2 separate regions of the Arachis hypogaea genome follow, and region 2 is linked to region 1. The links are chromatin contacts, called in public Hi-C maps. All regions are on one chromosome and are shown on one strand. Each heading gives the region's core, a stretch centred on a gene start, on an enhancer-like site or on the middle of the called end of the contact. The rest is flanking DNA. Distances are from core to core; before and after follow the strand shown.

Region 1 (3,940 bases), core at 823-3,322:
CCCTGTGATTAAACTTACTACATTGTGGATTCTACTCACCCTTGCCGCAAATCATGGCTGGTCTATTCACCAACTTGATGTGAACACAGCCTTTCTTCATGGGGACTTGCTTGAAGAAGTTTATATGAAACCTCCTTTGGATTTATCTGCTCCTCCCGGTATGGTGTGTAGGTTGCAGCATTCTCTCTATAGGCTGAAGCAAGCAAGTCGACAATGGCACAAGAAGCTTTGCCAAGTCCTTCTTACTCAATCAAAGGCTGACACATGCTTATTTACCAAGCTCACTTGTTCTAATTTTACTTGCATCTTGGTCTACGTTAATGACTTGGTGGTAGCTGGCAATTGCTTGAAAACAATCGGAGACGTCAAGCAGCTCCTTGATGCCAAGTTTAGCATTGAAGATTTGGGGGTGCTCAAATTTTTTCTTGGTCTTGAGGTAGCGAGAAGCAAGCAATGCATTGCTATCTACCAGCGCAAGTACACAGTTGATCTCCTCAAGGAATTTGGATTGCTTGATGTGAAGCCAGCGATGACTCTAATCGATTACCCAAGTTATCTAAGTCTTCAGGTTACCCATTGCCTAATGTTACTAGCTATCGCAGGCTCATTGAACATCTCATTTACTTGACCAATAGTTGACCCGACATTTGCTTCGCAGTCAGCAAGTTGAGCCAATATTTGGACTGCGTGACTACTAAGCATTTTGAGGCTGCATTACATGTTCTTAGATATCTGAAGGGTGCCCCTGCCAAAGGAGTTCTCTTCTCTACTTCCAACAAACTCAGCCTCAAAGCTTTCTCCGATTCAGACTGGGGAACTTGTCCGGACTCCAGAAGATCAGTTACTAGTTTCTGCTTCTTCTTATGTGATTCCTTAATCTGCTGGAGAAGTAAAAAGCAACCCACAGTGGCTCGGTCTTTGGCTGAGGCCGAATATCGAGCAATGGTTGTTGCAACATGCAAAGGTGTCTAGATTTCGAACATTCTCCGCGATTTCGGACAACTTCTCATGCATCCCATTACTGTATACTGCGATAACAGATCAGCTCTCCATATTACTTCAAATCTCGTCTTTCATGAGCGCACTAAGCACATCAAGATCGACGGTCACACTGTTCATGACAAGATTCAAGAGGATGTCATTAAGCTACTTCCGGTTTCATTCGCAAACCAAGTAGCAAATGTGCTAACAAAAGCATTAGCTCCAGCCCCTTTTTTAGAAGCTCAATCCAAGCTAGGTCTTATAGATTTCCACACTCTCAGCTTGAGGGAGGGTGTGATTAGGAGTAATCAAAGTGAAGGATAGCTAGAAGACAAATTAAGTTAATAAGTTAGTTGGAATTAGTTTTAGTTTAGTTGGCATCACACATGCTGTACATACTGCACATGTATTCAGTTAGAGTTAGTTAGATATAAAAGCTTCACCTTTAGATCATAGTGTATATATATTGTTTATAGCAAATGAAATGAAATCAGTGCATTTTACCACTCAACCTTTTTTCATTTCTCGAATCTCTCTCTCACAAGTGAGCTTCACCTCACTTCTCAAACTCTGCGAACAAGAACAGAGTTTTCACAATATACAAATATATAATGATTAATGAATATTTTGATAGCTGATTTTTATGCACATAAAATATTTTTATTATAAAAATTATTATTATATTATACATATTTTGTCTCTACTATCAAAATTTTCTAAATCCGTCACTGTACCTATATTTACAATATTTTAAGTTTTGAATCTGAATGTGATTATTTACTGGGCAAATAAATTGTACCAAAACCTCAACAATATATAATTCCTTTTTCAATAAAAAAATTACAGAAATGTTAATGTCACTTTCATTTTGATAATGCTATTTCTCAAAAAATTATATCTTGGAACCCAGAATTCTTGACGAGTAAGCTGACTAATCAGCGAATTTAAATTGGTTGGGAACCAATAATTTTGTTTTGCTCTAAGAATCGTTTTTTCTTTCACAAACCTAATTATTTTGTTATGAGAGTATGAAAGACATGACCAAAAATGAAAGTCCGTAGTTGAAGCCCATCTTTGTCCATCAAATTCGTAAACTTCAAATGGGTGCACACGACTATGGCCAAAAATAAAAAAAAGGTCATAATACAATGCAAGATGGCATGTTATTGTGTGCAATTGTGAAACATATCTCGTCCTATAATCACGAGGTAATGCACCCTAAAAAAATTGAGTATTTATTGAAAAATAAAACACACAAATTACAAATGTTGTTTTCAGGATTTTCATTTTGATTTTAAATATCATATTTAACTATATATGTCAAGTTAAACCAAGCTCAAAATTAACTATGTCAGCCATTATTGTTACATACTTTAATTCAAACTAAGGTCTAGGGACCAACGAACAAATGGCATAGACACTTGTCACATAACATCTTTGGACAAGACATGATCAAATTACTTTAATTTTAAGTACATTAAAAAAAAACTTTCTTACAAACTTTTCCATGGACATTTGACCTTTCGCAGATGTTTTACGCAATAAATTAGATGTGCACATACTGTTAGATTACTGTTATGTACGTGAATAGTTAGATTAGTGTTATGTAAAATAATTATTAATTGTTATAGAAATAAATATTTTTAAAGTAGATTATAATATAAAACTAGATATTTACAATAAAATATTTGTAATTTTAAATTAAATTTTAAGTGTATTTAAAATAGTATTTGCATATTATTAGCATTATTATTATATATGTTTTTTATTATTAGTGTAATATGATAATAGGTTATAAATTAAATATACTAATAAATTATATTGATTTAATAAGAGCGATGATTGATAAATTATGTGTAGTCTTTATGACAATATTGATATATTCGGATGTGTTTGTGATCATGTGTCTAAATTGACGACTTTCATTAATATAATGTGTCCAGACCAATTGTGGTATCTCCTCTAACCAGTTGGTAATAGCTAAGTTCTCTGCTCTCAATAAGTAGTGAACGAACTTTTTTCGTGATTTTGAATTTGGTGCATTGATAAATACTTTTTTAAAATCTTTATTCTTGAAATGTTTCATGAAGTTGGCTGCAATATACTTGTACAAAGGCTTGTAAGGCATGAGGCGATTTTCAACCACTTCCATGAGCATTCAGCACAGCATCAATTCACTTGTGTCTATTAGAATGACCAAGATACTAGGTTATGATGTGACATGCTACCTTAGGTAAGACAGAAAAAATGACCAGGCTTTCTTCGTCTTTTCCTCTACTACCATATTTAAATTAGTGTCTTGGGCTATAGCCATATGCAAGGTGCCTCCATATTTAATATACAAGTGAGTACCATCAATAGAAATCAGCAGTTTGCAGTGTTTGAAAATTTTAAAACATGGTGAAAAAATTCAAAACACCCAATAAAACATAACAATGTCCTCATTAGCACGACTTAGTTGAGTTACAAGTTGAACTCATATACCTACATCATAACAATTCTGGTTGGTATGTTCAATAATACTGCATATAAAACTAAAGATAACGTAATAAGACACACCTGATAAGCATATTTGCATTGCAAATAATCACTTAGGAAGCTCATTGTATGATTTCTCCTCATTTCTATATATTGTAGCGATTACCCTCTGCTTTGAGTGTCAAATCTTTCTATATGATGCTTTGTAGCCAAAGTAGGTCTCCACAGATCTTTGCAAAATTCTTATGCTAATGGTCAGATCAGCTTTCACCATGGTGAAAATCGCTTGAGCTATCACTTTCAATTTCAACCTTCTATGATCTTGCCTCGTTGATGTTTGCAGACATGAATGAGGACCATTGTATCTCCTCACCTCCTATTTTTTCTACCTTCGACGATAGGAAGCACATATGCTTCATTGACAACCTACACCAAGCTGAGTGCTCTGAACTGAATACTTCAAATGGTCACTCTCTAATAT
Region 2 (3,940 bases), core at 768-3,267, 240 kb after region 1:
ACCTAGCTCAACATGAGGTTTTTCACTCTCTACAATTTGTATATCAGTCAGACCCACCTAGTCAGAATTTAGTATTTGTATACTTTGTTTCAAATATTTGTTTCTCATCTCACTTGCATGTTATAGAGGAAGTGTGTAACCAAGTCAAAAAACACCTGTGCATGACAATGTAGTTAACTATTTGTGTATTCTCTTCTAGGCCCGAAGAAGAGTATCACTATATCAGTGAGCCTAAACCTCGAAGTAAGTCCAACGTTCAGTCAACAACAGATTATCAGCTGGGCTCAAGAGGAATTCATAGGCAATCTGTTGAAAGCAGATAAGATTTTTTGGTGCAGTCAATTGCACCATTAGACAATGTCATTGATCTCCATTCATTCTTTGTCTTTAGAGCAATGCTAGGCAACCAATATTTTTCAACCAACATCAACTAACTTTTTTAAAATTAGTTTGTTTATCTTAAATTTTAGATTCTAAGTCATGTACCCTTAATCCTAAATTCTAAATTATAAACCTAAACACTAAATTTGGCTAATGTTAGCAGTTAGTTCCTTATACTTTCTCTTTTTTTTTGTATTATTTTAAATCTCAAAAAGATTTCTCCTATGAAGCATTTAAGTAATCACCTGTTATGATATTCTGCATACAAAGGTGGTGCTGGAGAATAATAGGCACAGAGCCAGAAGTAGTGTTCTACTTTCACTTATTTTACTATACATCTTTTATTCAACTAATGAGATTAGTTGTTGATGCAACATAATTAATTTCTCTCTCACCAAACTGTTGTTATTTATCATAGTTAAAGCAAGGAGAACATGAACACTTATATGAGTTTACGTGAACTAAAGAATGCCATTGAAATGCAAAACGATAATAATAATAGTAATAATAAAATAAAATTTTTACTAAAAAATAAGACGATTTAGATATAAAAAAAAAAGAGGAGAAAATTCAGAAACAGAACGAAAGAGAGAATCGCTTGTGTGTATACCAGAAGCTTCGATGCGCTTGGTTCCCAAGAATCTTGTTTGCGGTGAATTCCATTACTCCTTTGCGAGACCGAACGAAAGGAATCATTTCTCCGCCGCACCCTATGCGCTGGACGACGGCGTTTCGCGAGTCTTTGAAGACCTGCTCCGCTTCGTCCACCACTGTTCCGAGGTCGTTGGCGGGGATCCCGTGGCACCGGATCCGAAACGCGCCGAACTCCCTGGAGGATCGAATCACGAGGTCCGCGGAAGACATTGGCAGCGAACGGAGGTCGATCTCTGCCGGCGCCGGAGGGAAGTGAGGTTCCGGAAGTATAAGCTCCGGTAGCTGTAGCGTCTTCTCTAGGAACTCGCTGAAGGTCGCGTTCGCGGCAGAGCGGGAGCCGTTGGCAGTTGGGATCGGCGACGGCGGAGGCACTGGAATCTGGCTGTTGCAGCGCGTGAACGGCATTGCGGCGACGAAACGGAGACCGAGAGACGACGTCGTTTGCAATGCGCTCAAACGAATCCCCACACACAAAGAAATTGATGATTGAACGAGAATGTCAAAAACGACGATGGAAATAACAATCACAATGGCAACGGTGTCGTTTTATCGTGAGGAATCAGCGATGAGGATGTCAAAGATAAAAGGGATTATAGGATAATTAAGGAGAAAAGGATATTGATGAAATGAATAAGCATTGCAATGGTGACGACGCCGTTTAGCGTGTAGAAAGCGTTGCTATGAGTCTAGACGAGTTTTGATGAGATGCGACGTCGTTTTGGGAGGGTTGATCGTGTTAGTGTGGATCTTTTGATGTAACGGCGATGAGATGAGAAGTTTGGGAAGATGATTATGCAAAGGGGGAGTGCGACTGTGAGAAATGAGGGTGGCGAAGAATTTGCATTGCAATGGCAACGACGTCGTTTAACGAGGCAAGTTAGAAGGAAAAAAAAAAAACAAAAGCGCTTTTGGAAAAGGGTGATAATTGGAAAGCGCGGGAGGGACCCTTGTTGGTTGGTTGGTGGGTGCAATCCATTCTGGCGTGGCGCGTAATTCTTGAGTTTTCTTACTTCGGTGAAAATGTGAAATGGAGGTCTATGGTGTGTCATAGACGTTTAGCTCTTCTTTCGCCACGTGTTTTTTCAGGAACTGGAATTCAATTGGTTGTGTTGTTCACTTATTCTTAATCCACTCAAGAGGAAATAGTAAGCAAAGCTTCAAAAGGAAAAGGAAAAGGAAAAGGAAAATAAAGGAGCGTTGCTTGAGGGCAGCTTTATTTTTTCTATCTATTCTCACCTACTTTCTCATTGCTTGATAGTTTCTTGCTTTCTTTGATGAAAGAAAAGTTTCTTTTCTAAACTGGTGTGAATACAAAACTATCCACCATATTTAATCAATAAACTTGTATTTATATATTTATCTATGTGAAGAAACTGTAGTATTTTATTTCGTCCAATTACAAATCAGATTGTCAATCTGTAAATATATTCTGATAATTAAATTTATAAATAGTATTGGTATATTTAATGTATATCACTTATCTTTTTTTATGGTTGATTTCTTTTATATAGTTTGGTCACTTTGGCGCCATTACTGAAATAATGACTAGAGGTACTAACTTAATTAGTTAATGACTATCATATTTGATCATTATATATTTTTAGCGAACGTTTCGGGATCTTTTTTTATGAAGGGATACTTTAATCCTTAAAATACGAGATTTCTCAATTGTTGGAGCATTTAAAGAGATTGGATTCTATTATATTATGTACTTTTTTAGGTTAAATAAATTGAATAGTTTCTCATTTTAAGGATTATAAATTTATCACATTATGCTTCTACACACAATATTTAAGGATTTTATTTATTATGCCTAGCAAAGTATTGAATCCGGATAGGAGTATTTATGAATTGGATTCGATTAGTATATCTGTAACATTTATTTAAATTTGATCCAAAAATTGTGAATATTGATTCAATCCGCACACTAATAAAATCAGATTGCAGATTTTATGTATGTATTCATATATTCGCAGAACAACAAAAATAAATAAATAAATAAATAAGTAAATATTTTTTATATTTTATTTCAAGTAATAATTATCACATATGTTATATTATTTTATTTTTATCATTTAAAAAAATATGTTTATTAATATTTTAAGAGTAAACATGTAAAAAAAAAGTAGAAAAATAGTATTTTATTGATATTTTTTAATAAAAATAAACTTTCTAAAATATTTATATATTTTGCAGATATATCTAAAATCCGATCTGATATGCAAATATACAGATCGGATCAAATCCAAACTTAAAAGTTGTGAATATTGGATGTGATCTGATGACTTTAGTGCGGATCGGATCGAAATTTTGGCCATATTCAATACACGTTCACAGCTAAATCTGAATGCACTTATTACAAGACATATATGATAACCATTAGACCAAAGTCTTGCACCCTTGCGTGCACTTCAACGTGACTTAAGGACCTTTTTATTGGGCTTTTTTTATTATTAGACTAGGTAGTTTTTTAGTAGTCAAGTTCGTTTTTTGGGAGGAGGGGGGCGTGGGTCTTATCCGTAACCACACTCCAAACTTCGCATTTATTTTTTTGTTAAAAGAGTTTTGTCAAATTTTCAATTTCGCTCTAAGTATTTAAGTTTTGGTGACTTTTGAGAATTTTTTTTTAGTAAAATTTTACAAAATTGCCTTTGAGCTTTTCTTTGTGCTCCAAATAAGTTTTTAGCTCATTTAAAATTACTCTTAATTACTAATATCACTCCATCACTTTAATCAATTAGTTTACTTTTGAAAATTTTTTTTCGTAAAAAGCTCTCTTTTCTCTTCGAAAACTTGTAGCCCTTCCAAGTTTTCTCAATACATTCTCCACAAAATTTCTTTTCACAAGTCACACCTTACGAGTTTACTGGGCTTTAAAAAGAGTTAATTAAAATTACTTTAAATT

What was found. Hi-C and Micro-C count contacts between places; a contact is called where the count stands out from the background.
Region 2: a Hi-C map of an unstated tissue shows a contact between it and region 1, with 6 times the contacts expected there. The contact joins the promoter of LOC112797178 here to the enhancer-like site in region 1. A contact is called at or near these places in 2 of 8 Hi-C or Micro-C datasets (leaf and an unstated tissue).

The regions. Positions count from the first base shown.
Region 1 is chr4:108,008,484-108,012,423 of arahy.Tifrunner.gnm2.J5K5, forward strand. No RefSeq gene overlaps it. Among protein-coding and RNA genes, the nearest start is that of LOC112797174, 22 kb to the right of the region's middle. Within about 2 kb of position 2,073, at least 2 of the 3 cell types and tissues checked have open chromatin away from gene starts, as enhancers often do.
Region 2 is chr4:108,243,768-108,247,707 of arahy.Tifrunner.gnm2.J5K5, forward strand. It overlaps LOC112797178, which reads right to left and starts at 2,018. Exons shown (of 4, transcript XM_025839981.3): 1 at 992-2,018. The coding sequence starts at 1,440.